Linked DNA regions of Mus musculus: region 2 is linked to region 1. The links are chromatin contacts, called in public Hi-C maps. All regions are on one chromosome and are shown on one strand. Each heading gives the region's core, a stretch centred on a gene start, on an enhancer-like site or on the middle of the called end of the contact. The rest is flanking DNA. Distances are from core to core; before and after follow the strand shown.

What was found. A called contact is a pair of places that touch in the nucleus more often than the background predicts.
Region 2: a contact with region 1 is called in a Hi-C map of muscle stem cells, with 1.9 times the contacts expected there. The contact joins two enhancer-like sites. A contact is called at or near these places in 1 of 15 datasets of contacts at CTCF or cohesin (the NIH/3T3 cell line), 7 of 484 Hi-C or Micro-C datasets (the C2C12 cell line, bone marrow-derived macrophages, muscle stem cells and 2 more), 3 of 115 datasets of contacts at active chromatin or transcription factors (extraembryonic endoderm stem cells, heart atrium and large pre-B cells) and 1 of 9 other capture datasets (pancreatic islet).

What each region holds. Positions count from the first base shown.
Region 1 is chr1:162,035,048-162,041,041 of GRCm38.p6, reverse strand. The region is part of intron 17 of Dnm3 (dynamin 3); the gene reads left to right. Among named protein-coding and RNA genes, the nearest start is that of 2810442N19Rik, 33 kb to the right of the region's middle. Within about 2 kb of position 3,006, at least 166 of the 459 cell types and tissues checked have an H3K27ac peak or open chromatin away from gene starts, as enhancers often do. A contact at or near this core is called in the C2C12 cell line, the NIH/3T3 cell line, heart atrium and 2 more, where this site is marked.
Region 2 is chr1:162,310,558-162,316,551 of GRCm38.p6, reverse strand. Dnm3 (dynamin 3) reads left to right here. Exons shown (of 21, transcript NM_001038619.2): 8 at 2,856-2,991; 9 at 5,093-5,160. Among named protein-coding and RNA genes, the nearest start is that of Gm39688, 67 kb to the left of the region's middle. Within about 2 kb of position 2,736, at least 75 of the 459 cell types and tissues checked have an H3K27ac peak or open chromatin away from gene starts, as enhancers often do. A contact at or near this core is called in the C2C12 cell line, the NIH/3T3 cell line, heart atrium and 2 more, where this site is marked.

The sequences.
Region 1 (5,994 bases), core at 1,757-4,256:
AACTGAGGAGTCCAAGACGGGCCTGGACTATCTCATAGTACTTGAAAACAAGGAAATGCTCAAATGTTTATAGGAGAACACATGAAAAGGATACCAGAGGCAAACTTAAAGGAGGTTCCTAGATCTGGGGTGACTTTACTAGCAAGGTCAGCATCACTGTGGATTATGACCCAGCAGCTGTAAGTATAAGTAGCCACATAAATTAACCAGCTGACAATGAAATAGTAGAAGGGAAAGTTCCTAGTCACCAAAGATAATCCGCTTCATAAACTTAGAGAAGAAGTTTGAGAATTGTCATGTAGAACGTATCGAAGTTATTAACAGTGGATATTAAAATGAGGAAGTGAAAGTCGAATAAGAAATGGGATATTCACACTCTCAAAATATGACCCATAAGGTAAGTTTCAAAGAGAGACAAAATAGAAACTTGATAGGGGATAAACCTTGAAGGACGCCATCTTAACCAAATCACCAAAGTCCCTGGTAGTGGTAGGACAGAACACCACACATCTCCTGACACAACCCTGAGAAGGACATATCAAAAATGCAATCATATAACTTGAAATTAGTACTAACTAAATTCCAGCCAAGGCATACTGTACAAAACAGACGATTAGTCCTCTTCCCAAGTGTGAGTGTGGTGAATAGACACCGAGGAATAGCCACAAATTAAACAGGTATAGTATGGGCACTCATACAGGCTCCTGAGTGAAGGCCAGTCAGGACATCAGTTTCCTGAGCATGACCCGGGTGGAGGAGTTCTGCAAGGTGCTTACATTTGAAAAGATGCACAGAAACTCTGTGTTGAGTTTGGAGACCATCAATGGGGCTGAAGTACTCCAAAACGTATGTTTGCTCGCTTGATTGCTTGTTTACAAATCAAGGTTACCACAATTTCCCACAGCCTCTCCATCATCCCTGTCAGGAAGGCCAGTTGTTGACTCACTGCCTCTCCAGATCTGTCCAGAGACCTCAGCACATGGCTTCGGTACATAGCCAAGTCAAGGCTTCAGAGGAAGGAAACCGTTGAGTTTCAATCTGAAACACAAGGTTCCTACTGTGTTGAACGAGTGGGGCAGAGGCTATTAAAAGGCCATCGTTCCCCCGCTCCCACTCCTCCCTCAGTGCTCTGCCCACATCCCAGACTGCTTTTAATCTTACTGGGAGGGTACCTAGGGAGAAAGAAAGAAAAAAAAATAATAATGAATTGCTGTGTTCCTTGGCACATGAATAACAGTTCCTTTCCAGGGATCCAGGAATACAAATGAGGGGTTTTAAATCTTGCTAACTTGTGTGTGTGTGTGTGCATGTGTGTGTGCGTGTGTGTGTGTGTGTGTGTGTGTGTGTGTGTGTGTGTGTGTGTGTGTGGTGTCTCCTCAGGAAAAAGTCTCTTACGAAAACCAGGATAACTAAAGTTATTTTGACATGTGACATAGTATTCTTCCCACAGATCATTCTGCCAGACCAGAGATTCCCCTGCCTAGGCCTCGTGAGTGCTGAGAGTAAAGGCGATTCCACTTTTTATCTGTTGCCTTTTCCCACCCCCTTACCCACCATCCATCCTGCTAAGGGGAGGATGTAGATAGGGTACCACTTGAATCAGGAGGCTACACTAAGTACCACATTCAGAGAGTCCTAGCAGAGGTGATTCATTTCTTCATTGGCACCAATCACAGAGAGAGAAGGGGACCCTCAGAAGTGAAAGTGGGACATTTCCTTGAGCCAGACCCGTGTCAGCCAGTGGCTCATATGAACAGCTCTGCCAGTTGTAAATTCTTGAACTCCAACGTTTGCATGAGTAGTTATTCGCTGCTCAGAGTCCCAGAGAGCCACACCCTGGGGCTGGCGCCTAACCACCATCCTAACTCTCTGCCGAGCCACTTTAAAAAGCATGTGAATACTACCCTGTTGGAGCTAGTGTTTCTGTCTCAGGACCGAGTTCCATGTACAATGTATTTCATTGAGCTCCCGTGCCACACTGCAGCATGTACCATGTTAAGGGGATAAATGTATGGATTGCAGAGTAAAAGGGCTAGTAAAGCAGGAAGCGGTCAAACTGTCAACTGCCACTTTAGAAGGAAGATACCAACTTTTAAAAATCTATTAACACAAAAGAAATGATTATTCCTGAATGAAATGTTTTAGGGGCCAGTGAGAAGGGGGGGAGGGGGAAAGAGCCAAGATGATTGTTTTGTTTTGTTTCATTTTGTTTCATTTGGTTTTGTTTGTTCACAGCTGGGGGAATGAGGAAATGCTTTTTGTAGTAAACTCTGGAAAAAGGAGCTTGACTGGCAAGACGCATTCAGCACGGTCCAAGCTATCTCACAGGATGTGACTGGGTTTAGCGTTGTAAGACAGCTCTGTAGTTTTATTCTGGCCAAATGTCTGTATGATTCTCAGGCAGTTCCCTCCCCTGTCACCTTCCAGCCTTGCTTCTAACAGGGAGTCTCTCTCACTTTGATTCACGGTTTCTCACAAGCAGCTCCAGACTGCCTTTATAAGATAACACAAGTCTTGGGAGTGAGAACGGAGTTGAACCATCTGCAGTTCTTTCTTTGCTATAAAAATAAATAAATAAATAAATAAATAAATAAATAAATAAATAAGAATTTCCACACTCATATCCTTGTTGGGTCCCTCATCCCAACCCAACCCCAACACATACTGCGGAAATGGTGAAAGAGACCCCAGACAGAGCAGTGGGGGTCGAACTCAGGGCGCATGATTCACTGCCTACTGCTTTCATCCACAGTCAATTTTCTAGACAAGCCTGGCCTCCTGTCACTCCCATTAATCACGGGGCCCAAGCAGAGTCCAGCAGGGTGCCCCTTGTACGGCTCAGACAGGGTCTGGGGCATCACAAGATTCCCATTAAAAGCGAGATAGGGGTCTTGACTTCTCATTCATTCCCACAATGCACTTCATCAGCATCCCGCTACACACTCCTCCTGTGAGCAACTGGCGCTGCTGGGTGTTGATGTTGGTTTTGGCTTGCTTCCTCCTAGAGCAGCCAGCCGTTGTGTAAGCAAGTCTGTCTGAATCGCTCTGGGGCTAACTGCCTTCTTAGAAGTCCTCCTGCTGCTCATTATTTAGCCAGCAAGCCATTACTATTATTAGCTTTGAATTCTTCCTTCTCCACTTTCTGTTCACTAAAATACTGAAGTGTGGACAATCATCGCCCAACCAATTGTTAAATGCCTCTCCCTGCCCCCCCCACCTTTTCTATTATTTGGGTTGACATTCAAAACAAGTACAAAACTCAGGAACTTTAAAGAGGGGTTTGGGATGGAGAGTCAGTAACTAGATTCCTTCTCGTGCTCTTTCAGTAACTTCTAGTGTACGTGCCATCTTCATTTTGTATGCACCATACAGTCTATTCAGAAAAATTTAAAGAGAAAATAAAAAAAGAACAGCATTAGGTAGTTCTTGGCAGTCAGTCAAAGACAGCATTGCAGGGAAGGTATTTAAGTCTTTTAAGTGAAGCTATTTGTATATCAGCAACTGCATTTTTCATGACCAGGGAGAGCTATTTGCACAGTCTTTCACGGAAATATTTCTAGACAGTTTCTGTGGCTTTCCTCCCTGAGCTCATGTATTTGCTTCTGCTTCAGAACAGGACAATTTAATGAGCAGTTTTACAGCCCAACCTGCACCCTGCACACTCTACGGGGCTACATGCCTGCCGCATATAACCTTTGCCCTATTTGCCATTAAAGAACAAGACTTTCCTATAACCAACTTTATACTATGATGGGGGTGGGGCACGCAACTGATACTTCAGTCCACCCTACAGCCCATAGACATCAATGTTTTAAAAACTTTATACTTAAAAAAAAATAGGGTACATATTAGCATTACCATAGTCAGCCCCCTTCTTTTGTAAGGTGTTTATGTCATCTTTCATCCTTTGACCTAGAGCAAAAGGACCACGTGCTTCAGAGCAAATAACTCATTTGGCCTCATTTCTAGTCCAGGGAGGCATGTTCAAAGATAAACCCCAAATTATTTCAGAAATAAAAACAACAACAAAAATAAAAAATAAGAGACATCATTTTCTGTCTCCAGTCTTACTAATGATTGTCAGCCCTGGAAAATCCTCTTTGTTTTCGTTTTAAGACATAGGGTTCTGCATATTCTCAAATGAAATAAGTATCTAATTGTAAACAAAAAAAATACCTAAATTTGCCTTATTTTCCCCATGGGTTCTGCTTTTGGTGTTCTGTTGTTTTTCTTGCTATCTGCTAAACATTTGAGCTCTCCCTTTCTTTTGAGCTGTGGAGCCCCAAACAGGAAGCAGGGACCCCTGGCCGGGTCTGGGCAGGAGAACAACCAAGCCATTGTGCAGAGGAACACCACCTCCCTCCTGGCCCTGCAATGCCGGCCTCTGCCCGCCTGTTTTAACTACGCTATGGATTTAAGGTAGTCTGCAGTACCTCAGACACCTGGCTCGCTTTCTGCCCTACTTACTTCAGCCAATCTGTCCTCATCTCATAATTCTGTTTACTTTCTCTTCTTAAGGACAAGGAGGGTACTCTTTAAAACAGAGTGAAGTAAGTTCAGGGCAAATGAAAGGAAATGTACTTCATACAGGCAGGTTATAAACTTGCGGAACTCATTAGTTTCAAAAGGTGGGACTGGCAGGAAGCGTAAAGGAATTCAAAAACATTTTAGCCAGATTTATGAAAAAGAGCCATAAATGGCTACTAAGAATACCAGGGCTGTGACCAGCTTTTACAACTGAAATCCCACAGCTGCCTCAGCCCTCCCATGGCCATCTCTGGAGATCTACTGGAATGGCTGAACTCCCATGCAGCCCAAAGTGGGGTTTCCTAAGCACCCTGTGTCTTCTTAGTACTTGTTCTCAGTCTCACTGGATCTTAGAGAGATGAACACCCTACACACCAAACACGTACACACACACACACACACACACACACACACACACTGTTCTGAAGAAGGCAACTTTCTTTTTAGAGGAAAGCTTGGTGAATTTTCCTTCTCTGTTCAGTCATCTACCTACCACAGTGCCAGGCTGACTGTCTGGGAACGGTGACGCCTGCACAGTGGAAACTAGCTGAGATCACACTTGGATCTTAAACCATACATACTAACTTTCTTATGTTAACTCAGACCCTTCTTTGTCCTGGGGATTTTTTTTTTCCTCTTTGGCCCAAGATCATAAAAAGCCATTTTTATTCCACCCTATACAACCTCTCCAGTAGAACCTCCCGTCACTTAAACTCTTCCCAGGCTGTCTCCTTACTGCCGGGGTTCTCAAACTGGAACACTTTTTAAAACTGCAGATGCTCCAAGTTTCCTCCAGGCCAGTTAGCACAGCCTCTGTCCATAGAGCTCCAGGATCCTGTTTTCTTCAAAATCGTCTGGGTGATTCTCCCCAAAGGAAAGTTGAGGTCCTAGTCTGACAGGTTGTGGCCAAGGTATGACGCAAAGATCACACCATGCAACAGATATCACGCAAAAGATTCTTACGGACCCATTCCAAATTCGTGCCTGAAGAACATTCACTGGCTTCTGTAGATATATTCTGTATATATATTCTGTAGGCCTAAATTCTATATTCTGTGACCTGCTCCATATAGGACCTTCAATCATATCAGTTGCTTAGTTCCCTTCCAAGAAGGCATGGCACCTACTAGGAAGAATTGAAGCCAAGCAGAAGAATAGTATCAGATAGCTTATAACCACTTCCACTGCACATTCGTTTTCTTTTCTCAGCCCTCTCACGTGAGATTCACACATGTTGTACAGGTACCACTAAGCAGCTCCTGTGTTGTGTTTTGATTTGTTTTTAAGTTAAGGTCTTAGTCTAATCTTGAACTTGCTTTCAATTATCTTGTGACAACTCTCATTATATATACATACACACACACACACACATATATATACATATATACACATATATGTATACACACACACACATACACATTATATATATATATATATATATATATATATATATATATATATATACAT
Region 2 (5,994 bases), core at 1,487-3,986, 280 kb before region 1:
CCTTATCTGTGTGCACAAGGCCCTCTGATCCACTACTCTTGCCAGTAGTTTCTTCCTTATATTTGTCTTATTTCTTCCCTACTTGGCGAGATTTGGATTCCTGTTCTAGGAACTTTTTCCCACTGTAGTCCAGCTTTCGCCTGGTGATAACAACCTCCTGGGATGAGCACCTGCGTGGACAGTGATGCCATTAGCACTTTTCTGCTGTACCCATTCAGTGCAATGTGACATCTTTCTTTTTGTAAACCTGGGCTACTTAGTCAACCTGATGACTTCTGTAGTGTCCTCCTACAACGTGAAGTTCATTGTCTATTCAGATGGGCGTAGACCTAGCAGTACCCTACTGTTACTGCTCTTTGGAAAGAGTGGGGAATATAATCTTCCTTCAAATGTGCAAGGATGCATCGAAGTACGTTCATGGTTCTTGCTTTGGTCAGAAGTCACAACAGTACTGAACTGGTGGTTTTTCAGTTTTTTTTTAAAAGAGATTTCCAAATATTCAGAAAGTTTCAGTGGCATCTTAGTTGTATCATGTTGTCTTTCACTTAAAATAATACCATGGCAAAGATGATTTTTTTTTAAAGAGTAGAATGATTTCCAAGTTTGTTTGTTTCTCCTAGCCTTTGGTTAAACTCATAAAAATTCTTCAAGTTATATAGAAAAGAAATGTATTTATATTGAGGTCATACATCAGTATCTCTAACTATCTGAAACTAGGATGCTAGGATGGTCCTTGCCTCTGTCATGTCATGGGTCTTGACTGTAGAATATTCAATCAGATCATTGACTAGCCTGTTGGTTCATCTTCTTTTTGCGTGGGCTCCTGTCTTTCCTGATACATTTCCTCATTCCCCTTTCCTGCCATCCTTTCATGCACCGTACTCAGACTCTGGCTATGCATTACTCACCATGAAGCCAACAATGAAAGTGACACTTTGCACTTAAGGATAAGATCATCAAGACAAGCATATAAATGATGAATTGTGTTAGACGCTGATAAATGCTGTTTATCATAAGTAGAGAATGTTGGAGCCCAGAGGAGGAGTCAGGTGCATATGAAGAGAGGTATCAATTCCCAGATGGAGGTAATGCTCAAGACCCTGAAGTACAAGGGGTGTGTGTTAGGTTTAAGGAGGATGGGAAGAGAATAGAGTGGACTCAGGGAAGGCTTATTCCAATACCACTAAGTGGGAGGTGGATGGGAAAGAATTGACAGAGATGAAGTTTGTAAAAATTTCTAGTGTTTTAATGCATATACCACCACTTTTCAGGTACTTGACAAAAACCATTAAAAACAGCAGACACGAGCATGGCTAAATAATTTGTAATTACTGTAACCCACTGTATCCAATCAAATTTTGGCAGTAAAAATATACAGGTTTCAGAAGATCTGAAAATATTTTTCGCTTCGATTTTGAATTTGAAAGTAGTATTTCTAGGATGTCAGAATTAGAATTGCTTAAACCAAGTAATCATCACAAACAGGAATACATTTTTTATTCTCTTTTATTTTCACCAGATGGTTTCAGATAGTTAATTGATTCACAGGACAAATATTTATTAAGCATTTCTTATATGTTGCCCATATGGTGCATGCCCTTGCCTTCCAGGAAGCTGCTGGCATCGAAGCAAGCAGTGGTGATGTGGTCTGATAAATATTTTGTTAGAAAGAGGCTGAAGGAGCAGAAGATCCCTTCATCTGGGCAGTGGTAGATGCTGGTGGGGGCTGAGGACCACCGAGCATCATGGGTTTCTCAGAAGAATTAGTACTGGAGCTGGTTCTTGAGAACAGAAGGAGATTAGCCAGGCAAGGAGTGGAGTCAATGGTGCTGTAAATCCTCAAAGCACGTACACAAATACAGAGACATGGTACGTGTGGGGACTGGGCAGTAGATTCTTTGTGTTTGGATCAGATGGTGCATGTTGCTGAGCAAGAGATCAGCCTCAAGAACAGCCAAGGTCACAGCACAAAGAATCCTACATAATGGGTTAACTCAAACTGCGGGAAAGCACCGAAAAGCAAACCAGCCAGGTTTGTGTGGCTGTGACGGTGTAGGGTCTGACCTGGGCAGAATCCTAGGATCAGGATGGAAACCTACAGGTACCTTGGTAATCCAAGAAGGGGTTGCCAATGGCTGTGCCAAGATAGGGGAATCAACAGACTCCAGACCCAGAAGGAAAGCAGTTTAAGCAGTTCACGTTTTAGGTGTTTTGATCTGAGACAGCTAAAAGAAAATATATGTCCTGCACGTGATTGAATATGCAGGCCAGGATCTCCTATGAATTGTGGCATCTGAAGGTGGGGGAGACTGTGTCTTGATGACTTTCAAAGCTCTGGCCACCCTCAGAGCACACAGTTGTAGGATGAGGAGGACAGACTGAGGGAGAAAAGGCGTCTGCCCTGTGTGTGTGTGGGGGGGGGATGGTTGGGTGAGTAGATGTGTGTGTAGGTGTGCAGCTGTGCTTGTGTGTGGGTTTTTCAGTGGCAGTAGCTGGGAGTGGGCAGGCGTGACATCACCAGAGTGGAGGCTCACTTGACTATTCTACTTAAGATTTATTACATAACTTTTAAAATCCAAGTGTTCCTTAAATACCATTTCAGGTTATAACCACAAATGGATACCACCCATTTAAAGAGAACGATATTTAAAATATTTACTCTAGTTAAAATGTGTAAAATAAATCTCCTGTTCCTTGTCACAGCTGAATGATGTGCAGTGCCAACTCAACCAGTAGGTGTCACTAAGAACACCAGGAAAGGAGTCTAAGCTACACCCTTAGTAAAATCAGGGACAGGAGAGCCCTGTGATGTTAACTAATTTTAACCCGGGTTTATCTCTCTCTCTCAATTCTAGGATGGTCCAACAGTTTGCTGTGGACTTTGAGAAGAGAATCGAAGGGTCAGGAGATCAAGTAGACACCTTAGAGCTCTCTGGCGGTGCTAAGATCAACCGCATTTTCCACGAACGCTTTCCTTTTGAGATAGTGAAGGTTTGTAACTAATGTTCTTTTCTCCCTTTGTCCCACCGCATTCCCTGATCTCCCTTGCAGCTCTCTCGCTGTACTGTGATCTATCACAGGACCAACAGAGTCCTTGGAATCGAATCCTTTGTCCTTGAAATATTCTTTCTGATTTCAGTGAGTTCATAGAGAATACTTCAAGAAACAATACTTCAGTTTTCCATGATATCTATCCATTGTCTAATTTAAAATATTTCTGAGACTCCCCTATGGACCAAAGTCTCAGTGACCAAGAAAGAAAGGGGTTGAATTTATCTAGTAAGGACAATGAAAAAAGTAGATAACATAAGAAAAATTCAAGTGTTATTATGGTGACATGATACAGATTTCTTTCCATGGGATATTTAGATAGGCTCCCTCTGGGTGACGAAGGGCATTATTATCCATGACCAGCCTGGCACAAAGACATCAGTGTTATGAAAAGTCCTGGGAAGAGGCTCGCTTAGGGATGAAGCTGTGCATCCAGGACTTTCCTGGCTGCAGTTGTTCACCATTTACAATGGAAAGCAACAGGAGGACTTTACACAGGGGTTTGTTATCTAGTTGGGCTGATCATCTCCAAAGAGAACTGTGCCTGCTGGATCACCAAGGGGCAAGCAGTAGATGTGGTAAAGAAGGGGAGGGGCCCAACCAGAGATGGATGGACCACATTTTCTGCCTGAAGCTTCTGCAATCGCAGGAGTCCCTTAGAGACAAAGAAAGCAAAATTACAAACACATGGTTGGGCACATGGTCTTGGAAGGGATCTTGTGCAAGGAGGAAGCTCTGAAATGTACATTCTCAGTCAAAATGATGTAAGGAGAAAGAATGGAGGGAAACGGAGGACTGTGGGAGTTTAGGGGTAAAGTTGACAGGCTGGGATTGATTCAAGAGACAGAAACCAGAGGTTGAAAATCCCTCCCCAAGGTTTGTCTTTTGCCATTGAGTGAATGATGGTGCCCATCAGATGGGGAAACTGATGGAAAGTATCAGTGGGTAGGAAGGATCGAGAGCTGTTTGCGTTTGGTGGGGGTGGGGGGGTTGCTCAGTACAGCAGCTGAGTAGCTTAGGGACTGTGCCACTTTTTCAATATGAGGAGGCGAATGTTTATGTATTGGTGTGGGAAGAAGGTGGATAAATAGATCATTTTATTAAAATGTGCTAAGCAAAGTGACAAACTTTAGCATAGGGCGCCATGGAAACACTGCCCACAGACATGAATCCCAGCCCAAGGATGCGAGGGAGCCAGCCGTCTGAGCTGAGTTTGGAAGGATAGTCAGATAAGCAGGAAGAGGTGGGAAAGGGAGCACAAATGTTGACCACACAAAGGAAGGGATGACAAAGACTCTGAACCCTGAAGCCACAGGATACGATAGAAGCTTAGGGCAAGCTGTTACTCTGAGATGCAGAGAGCATAAAGGAGGAAATGGACAGCGAGCGAGGCTGGAACGGCTGCATCCCTGTCAAACTGAATCCGGTGCTCTTTGGATGTGCCTTTCGGGACTAAGTTCTATGGCACTTTGATCCTACTTCCAAGTAGATTTGTAGTGCCTAGGACGTCTGGGAAATATTTATATAGCAATGCATCCTGTGTTGGCTTCATAAGGTATTATTAATTTCCTCTTATAAAGAGGTCTTATGGTCAGGTGCTTAAAATGGTCAGAAAGAAAAGACAGCTGTGTTGTGGCCACCCATCAGAAAATACTCTCATTTATGCATTCTCCTGTGGCCTCCACTTTAGTACATTCAGCAAAAAATAATTCTGTGTTTCAAATGAGTGGCTGGGTTTATGTCCAGGAGATATTCCTTATGCACAGCACTCCCCATATGTAACAGAGTTAACACACACACACACACACACACACACACACACACACACACACACTGATCCTCTGGAACTTCCAGAAATCCCCAGTGTTCCATGTGGCCTTGAACTCCATATAAACAGATGTTTTGACCATCTGGGTTTAGTTTACAAAGGACATGAGTATCCATTTATTAATAACAGTAAGGTTATCCTCATTCTATACCATTCAATAATATTATCGAAAAGAATTAAGTGTCATAACCGTAGCTTGCTTTGCATCTGCAGATGGAGTTCAATGAGAAAGAACTGAGAAGAGAAATAAGCTACGCAATCAAAAACATACATGGGATCAGGCAAGTGACCCACATTTTTTCCTGTCTTCAAGCTACCCAAAGAAAATGAGCATTTCAAATGGCTAGCAAAGTAGTATTTCATCATCAAAAGAAAGGAGAGAGTGAGAAGTCAGAAAAAGAAAATCTTGGCTTTTAGCTTAGTGCTAATTTTCTATATTGCTAGAGAGATTTTAGTAAAGATGATGATAATAATAATAATGAAAACCTTTCTGTACTGTTTCCAATAAGAACTGAGCATCCTACTTATCTTTGAGTAGGTGAACAAGTCTCTGTTTGTTCTGTACCTGGGGGGTGGGTCTTGCTTATTTAAGATGCTCATAAGCAATGGAGAACTGGCAGAATAATTTGGGGTTGTGGAGAGAAATTGGGAAAGAGTAAGAAGGGTGATTATTTTTCAATGGAACCATTCCTATGAAATAAATAATTTCAATCACAGTGTGTTATATGCCTATATTTGTGTTTGTGTGAGATAGAGTGTGTGTGAGTATGTGTGTATGTGAGTGTGTGAATGTGTGGGTGGGTGAGAGTGTGTGTGAATGTGTGTGTGAGTGAGTGTGTGTATAAGTGTGTGAGTATGTGTGTGAGTGTGTGTGTGTGTATGTGAATATGTGTGAGTGTGTGTGTGTGTGAGTGAGTGTGTATGAGTGTGTGTGTGTATGTGTGAATGTGCATGTGTTTGTGTGAGTGTGTGTGTATGTGTGTGTGTGTGTGTAAGCATACAAGCACATAGGTACATGCATATGAAGAACTTGTGCAGTGGGCCTGAAGGGTAGAAGACAATAATGCAGCGTTGAGGAAGGAAGAGTAGCAGGAGTGAAGCAGAGGATGGCTAGG